Regions from separate parts of the Mus musculus genome. Here region 1 is linked to region 2. A link is a contact called in public Hi-C data. All regions are on one chromosome and are shown on one strand. The core of a region is the stretch at or near the end of the contact, and the rest is flanking DNA. Distances in the headings are between cores, read along the strand shown.

The links. Hi-C and Micro-C count contacts between places; a contact is called where the count stands out from the background.
Region 1: a Hi-C map of cortical neurons shows a contact between it and region 2, with 4 times the contacts expected there. The contact joins two enhancer-like sites. A contact is called at or near these places in 1 of 15 datasets of contacts at CTCF or cohesin (large pre-B cells), 16 of 484 Hi-C or Micro-C datasets (the C10 cell line, cerebellar granule neurons, cerebellum and 7 more), 16 of 115 datasets of contacts at active chromatin or transcription factors (the 230-238 cell line, SST interneurons, astrocytes and 11 more) and 1 of 9 other capture datasets (embryonic stem cells).

What each region holds. Positions count from the first base shown.
Region 1 is chr17:90,450,266-90,452,965 of GRCm38.p6, forward strand. All of the region lies in intron 17 of Nrxn1 (neurexin I), which reads right to left. Among named protein-coding and RNA genes, the nearest start is that of Gm32337, 10 kb to the right of the region's middle. Within about 2 kb of position 1,321, at least 9 of the 459 cell types and tissues checked have an H3K27ac peak or open chromatin away from gene starts, as enhancers often do. A contact at or near this core is called in cerebellar granule neurons and cortical neurons, where this site is marked.
Region 2 is chr17:89,652,867-89,655,695 of GRCm38.p6, forward strand. No RefSeq gene overlaps it. Among named protein-coding and RNA genes, the nearest start is that of Gm4719, 280 kb to the left of the region's middle. Within about 2 kb of position 1,420, at least 16 of the 459 cell types and tissues checked have an H3K27ac peak or open chromatin away from gene starts, as enhancers often do. A contact at or near this core is called in cerebellar granule neurons and cortical neurons, where this site is marked.

The DNA of each region.
Region 1 (2,700 bases), core at 71-2,570, 800 kb after region 2:
ATTACCTGTTTTCTAAGAGAAATTATATTTATTTTTCTAAAGATTGATATTTTCTGAAAGTATGGACTTTTAGAGCTAAGGTATAAACATGATGATTGGACTTTAAGTGCTCTGGCTCCTCCTAGCTGGCCCCTCCCCCCCCATATATTCCCTTACACTGTAGCCCTTAATGGTACCTGGTACACAAACAAACATAGATACTTTTTCATTTATGGCATATGTACTCAGCAAATAGGTAAACAATCTAAAGCATAAATATATTACTCTTTTGGGACAAACTCAAAATTTCTCTAGGCTGTCAGGATTATTTAGAACATAAATGTTTCAAAAATGTGTTTCAACACTATTCACTGACCATCTTCTTCAGAACATATCAGTGATGTCTTTGCTTACAATGTCAACAGCCCAAGTGTGGAGTAACAAAACCTGTTCCAAACATTCAGAGTTAAATGTCTCCAGTCACCTATAGTAATCAATAACCAGAGCGATCTTCACCCAGGCAGAACATAGTGAAGATTTGCTAATCAATTCTCTTGGTTGTGATCGAAAATAAGTCAGAAAGTTTCTATCAACAAGCATGTTACAGTCCACAACAGAGTTATTGATGACACCAGTGGGGCACCAACTGAGTGTGTCTACATGCAGCACACAGAGGTGTTAAGATAGACTAGACACAAAACTGGTGGCTGGATTATTCATAATGAATTCTACTCCAAAAGACCCCATGAAGCCACATGGAGAACACTCTCTACCTCTGAGATCATACAATCACTTTGGGCTATGGGGTCACAAATCTCTGACTGTAATCTCTTTTTCACTCTGATCAGAGATTGGCTCTATTTCTTGGCCCATCTTTGACACGACATGTCTCAGTAGCCTCGCACACACACACACACACACACACACACACACACACACAAAAGATATTTAAGCTCCCTTTAGAACTTTGTCATATGCCTTGAAAGTACTTTGGAAGAATATGTTACAAATTCCAGCTATGAATTTTATCTTTATTTAATGTCATTGAGTTCCCTTAAACACAAACCTAGCTTTAAAATTCGTTCACTTCTCCCCTTGAAGAAACCATTTTGCTCTTTAATAGTATAAGCTCATCACAGTAATATAATTTCCAGAGTTCATATTTGCGGGAAGAGATGAACTGACTTTAGTTGCTAAGATCTGTGAATGTTTTCTCCTTTCTGTATCTTCTGAAAATATTGAGAGGCTTTAAGCTAATTTTCTAAAGTATGCAGAACATTGGTGCTTAGGAATGCTGGGAGCTGAGCAGGGAACCTGAGCATAGCACTGACATCATTCTCTGCTCCACACATATGGCACAGCACAAAAGCAGTACTGGCTGAGCACACGGGTCTATTCTGGACTCCAGTTGGCTTTAATTATAAGCAGCCTTGCTTCTTATCATTTACAGTTACATAGTTCTCCACTGACTTAACTAAAAAAAAAAAAATTTATACAGAAGTTGTTTCACCATCTATGTTTTTAAATTCATACAAAATTGGGGAGGGGAGAGGCAGAAACTGTCTCCAAATCTGCTTCTCATATATATGCACTTAAGAAAATCCTCACCACAATCTTTGCAATTGGGTCAGCTTACACAAAGACATGTGTGGTAGACATGAGCTCCCTCTGCACCCGCAAACCTTGTAAGTGACACCTCATAATAGTGCAAATGAAGCATAGCATGAAAAAACATGAAGAAGAATGAACCTGGATCCAGCAGTTTCTAAAACATAAGAGACTAAATTTTCTCCCTTAGAATATGCTACCCAAGCTTTCCTTTCCTTACATACACTTAACATATATGTACGTACTCCTTATTAAAAAACAAACAGTCTTATGCTTCTCGGAAACTCTAAGACAACCAAACAGGCTCATGTATTTATCCACACATGCACATTTGCAAGAGTCACAGATTTTAAATGAAGCCTCCTTTTTAACTTGCCTTCATTTCCTAGTAGGAATTCATCACACTGTCATTTACCTTTTTGCTTTGCTTTCTCTCTCATCCATTAGGCTCAGCAATTCTTTCCTTGTGAGCCCTTTGTCCTAATAATTAGCTAAATATTCATCAAGCTTATTGACCCAACAAATTCGACTTCACCTCTTTCTATTAGGTTTCTCTCAAGCTCCCACCCTACGAGCCCTGCTCTGGGGCCCTCTGCTCTCCTTGCACACCCTGGTTTCGGAGTGCACCACCCTCAGACACCGATTTTTTCAGCCTAATGTTCTTAGCTTGCTCTCTATAGAATTGTCTCTTTTCTAGAGAAGGGAGGGGAGACATGTGAAAACTTCACACCTGTATTTTATTTAGGACCTTAAATTCTGACTGGTGAGTATGTAGGAATGGAGGGAGGTTTTACAAACAAATGTGGCCACATAAATAGCATTCTCTGAAAGAAAGAAAGTTCTCTGACCCTAAAGAATAATGCCTACTGTGGCCCATTCACTGTCTCTACCTGCCCATCTTGATTTCTCCTTTTCAATGATAGATGAGCCTGATTTTTCATTCACATACAGACAATCAGTCTATTCTGGAGGGAAATAAATGTTACCAAAGACCAGCAGAGGGCATCTGCCTGGGGTAGAAGCTACATTTGTAAAGGAGTGTCAAATTGCTACAGGGGCCCTTTTTGTCCTGTCACCTCCACAAGCCCTGTCCACATTCTCAGACCTTACCAC
Region 2 (2,829 bases), core at 170-2,669:
TGATCATGGACTTTATAGGGAAGTGCCAATCTGAATAGACAGAAAAGGAAAACATCTCAACATTCAGGCCCAAGGACACTTGGAGTCAGAGTAGACAGAGAGGTATGAGAGATTTAAGAAAAGAGAAATGGTTGGTCTGGTGTGTAGAGTGACTAAAATTGAGGTTATTGAGAAATTATTGTTACCAGCATTGTAGACATCCAGGGTATAAACACAGAACTGCCTCTGTCATCTGTGGGACTTCCTTGCCCCATTTAGAGTTTGAACCCCAAACCACTTCCCATTAAATAATTTAAAATTGCCACTTCTCCCCTGCCCCTTGCACTTTTCCCACACTCATGTTTCTGTGAGAAAGCTTGGCCATATCACAGTGTACATTTATGCTATTTTTTTTTGTTTGTGTTTGACCTCCTTCTCTGGAATTAAAGCTCTAGAAAGATCAGGATTTGGATCATTTCTAGGACCTAAAACACCTTTAATGATTAGAGATTTGTGTAGCAAAAACTACTCTTAGTATTAAGTACATTTTTTTTACTTTCTCTAATAAGTTGAAGATGACAATCCTAAAGAACCAGCAAGACCTCCTAATATTGTGCAGTTTTGTGGATGGTTGGGCAGCCTAGCATAAATATACAAAGGTATTACTAACTGAACATGTTCATAATAGAAAGCTAAATAAATGAAAACTGTAAATCAGTCCTTCACTGTAATTTAGATTAAATGGGACACTGCCTATGTTTCAACTATTATAAAGTTAATAATTAAATTCTTCTGAGCTGAGTAGTGTGATTTTTTTTTTTGTTCTTTTGGGAGGTGGCCAGACTCATAACATTTTCAGCTGTGTCCATTTTGTATACTGTCACTTTCTGCACTTTCTCTTTTCAGGGTTTTAGAGCCAACTGCTCTACCATCTTGCTATGCATTCCCATCCCATAATTTGCTGCTTCTATGTATTTTTAATCGACCAGAAAGAGTTCATGTGAAGTTGTAGACATGAAACAAGGAGTACAGGGCCTCATGTGTAGGTGAAGTCACACTAGCTTTTGTTATTGTCACTGTCCACTCCTGTGCTTAATTGGATTATAGACAAATGTAATAGTGGACTGGGAAGTCCCATAATCCTAGTTATGCGCTGTTGGGGGCCTTTTGTTCTCATGTTACTTTTTCTGTTTATATGGCCAGCTCTGGGCAGAAGAGAGTTAAACACATGATACTATCAAATACATGCATAAGGAGAGGATTTCAGTCAAAGGCCTCCGATCAAAACAGCCCTTAAGACAATGTTCCATTTGAAGGCAAGTTCATGAAGCAGAAAGTGACCAGATTTACTAAACAAAAGAGTGCATTGGAGAGGTTTTAAGGATAATGCAAAGGTCTATGATAACTCATGAATAACTCGCCTGACCTAGATTTAAGTAGCACAGATGATTCATGCTGACATAGACATTTGGTTATTTAACCAAATGCATTGTATAAGCATCTCATTTCTACACTATACTTTTAAAAAAGCATAAGCATTTCAGATTAAGAAAATAAAAGTTATTTTAACGGCCGATGATGTGAACTGTTAAGAGTCACAGCCTATGCTTTCTGCATCTGAGTCTCTTCTGTAGGAAACCAATTTCTTAATGCCCAAGTCCCACAGCACATTGCAGCTCCATTAAAATCTGAGAAAAAGGTCCCATTCTGCCAGTAGAGGGCAGCATTACCTAGTCAAGTGTTAAGTGGGCACCAGAACAGATGGGCAGATGGTGCAGAATTTAGAATGCAGAATGGGTGGCTACCTACTGCTCCTCATCCTTGAGTCACCAGACCACAAGTGCTTCTCCACAAAATAGCAATCTTAAGTAATAGTGGAAACGCTCTCCCTCCTCACTGCCACTGTTCCCAAAATGGTCACATTACTCATTTCTGTTGGAATAGGAACAGGAATTTAAACTTCTACAATCTGTGTTGTTTTCTGAAATTTAAAGTTTGTTCTATGAATACATTCATTTATATAAAATACAGCAGCTTGTCTATACATATTTGAACATTTCAAAATTACAGTTGAAAGTAGCGGATTTTTTTTTCTTCTGCAAAAATATTTAAGAAGTATTTATAAAGTTTGATTATGTTTAATATCATGTTGAAACATGAAAACTTAATTGCACATTTAATATAGAAATAGTCAAAGTCATCGGCTGTCACAGACCATTTTTAAAAAAAACCTAGCTGTGTAATGTTTAACCACAATAATCTGTGAAGTCCACTTGTTCTGCCTGTAATATTTGGATGACTCTCTTTACAGTGGTCCCCATGTGGGTCACAGAAGCTGCTGTAGCAGGACATATCTCATGACATAAGATTGATTCCCATGAATAAGGTAGGAGGATTAGATAGTTTAACATTCTGTCTAGAGAATATAAAATATTCAATGGGAGATATGAAAACAGATGTTGAAAAATTGACAAAATACATGATATAAGAAGCCAGTATGAAATAGTTAATGGAAAAGTCTTTGAAATCTTTCATTTAACAATGGAGGAAGTGGAAGAAAGATTAGGCAACACATATTGAAGTGTATTAAAATGCTAAAGGCACTGTGCACATGAATGGAGTTATGTAGATCATCATTCAAACCTTAGCATTCATGGTCACCTTGTGTCTGTGCCCTTGGCTACCTTAGCAAGACAGCTTGGTGGGATGTTTCACATTTTCTTCTTCCTTTGACCTTTATTAAAGAAAAAAGTCCTACTTGTCATTTTTTTCTATTAATATAATTCTGAAACCTAAAGTTAATGCAGGAATTATGTAATGACATGAATGCTAATACAGAATGATGCAACC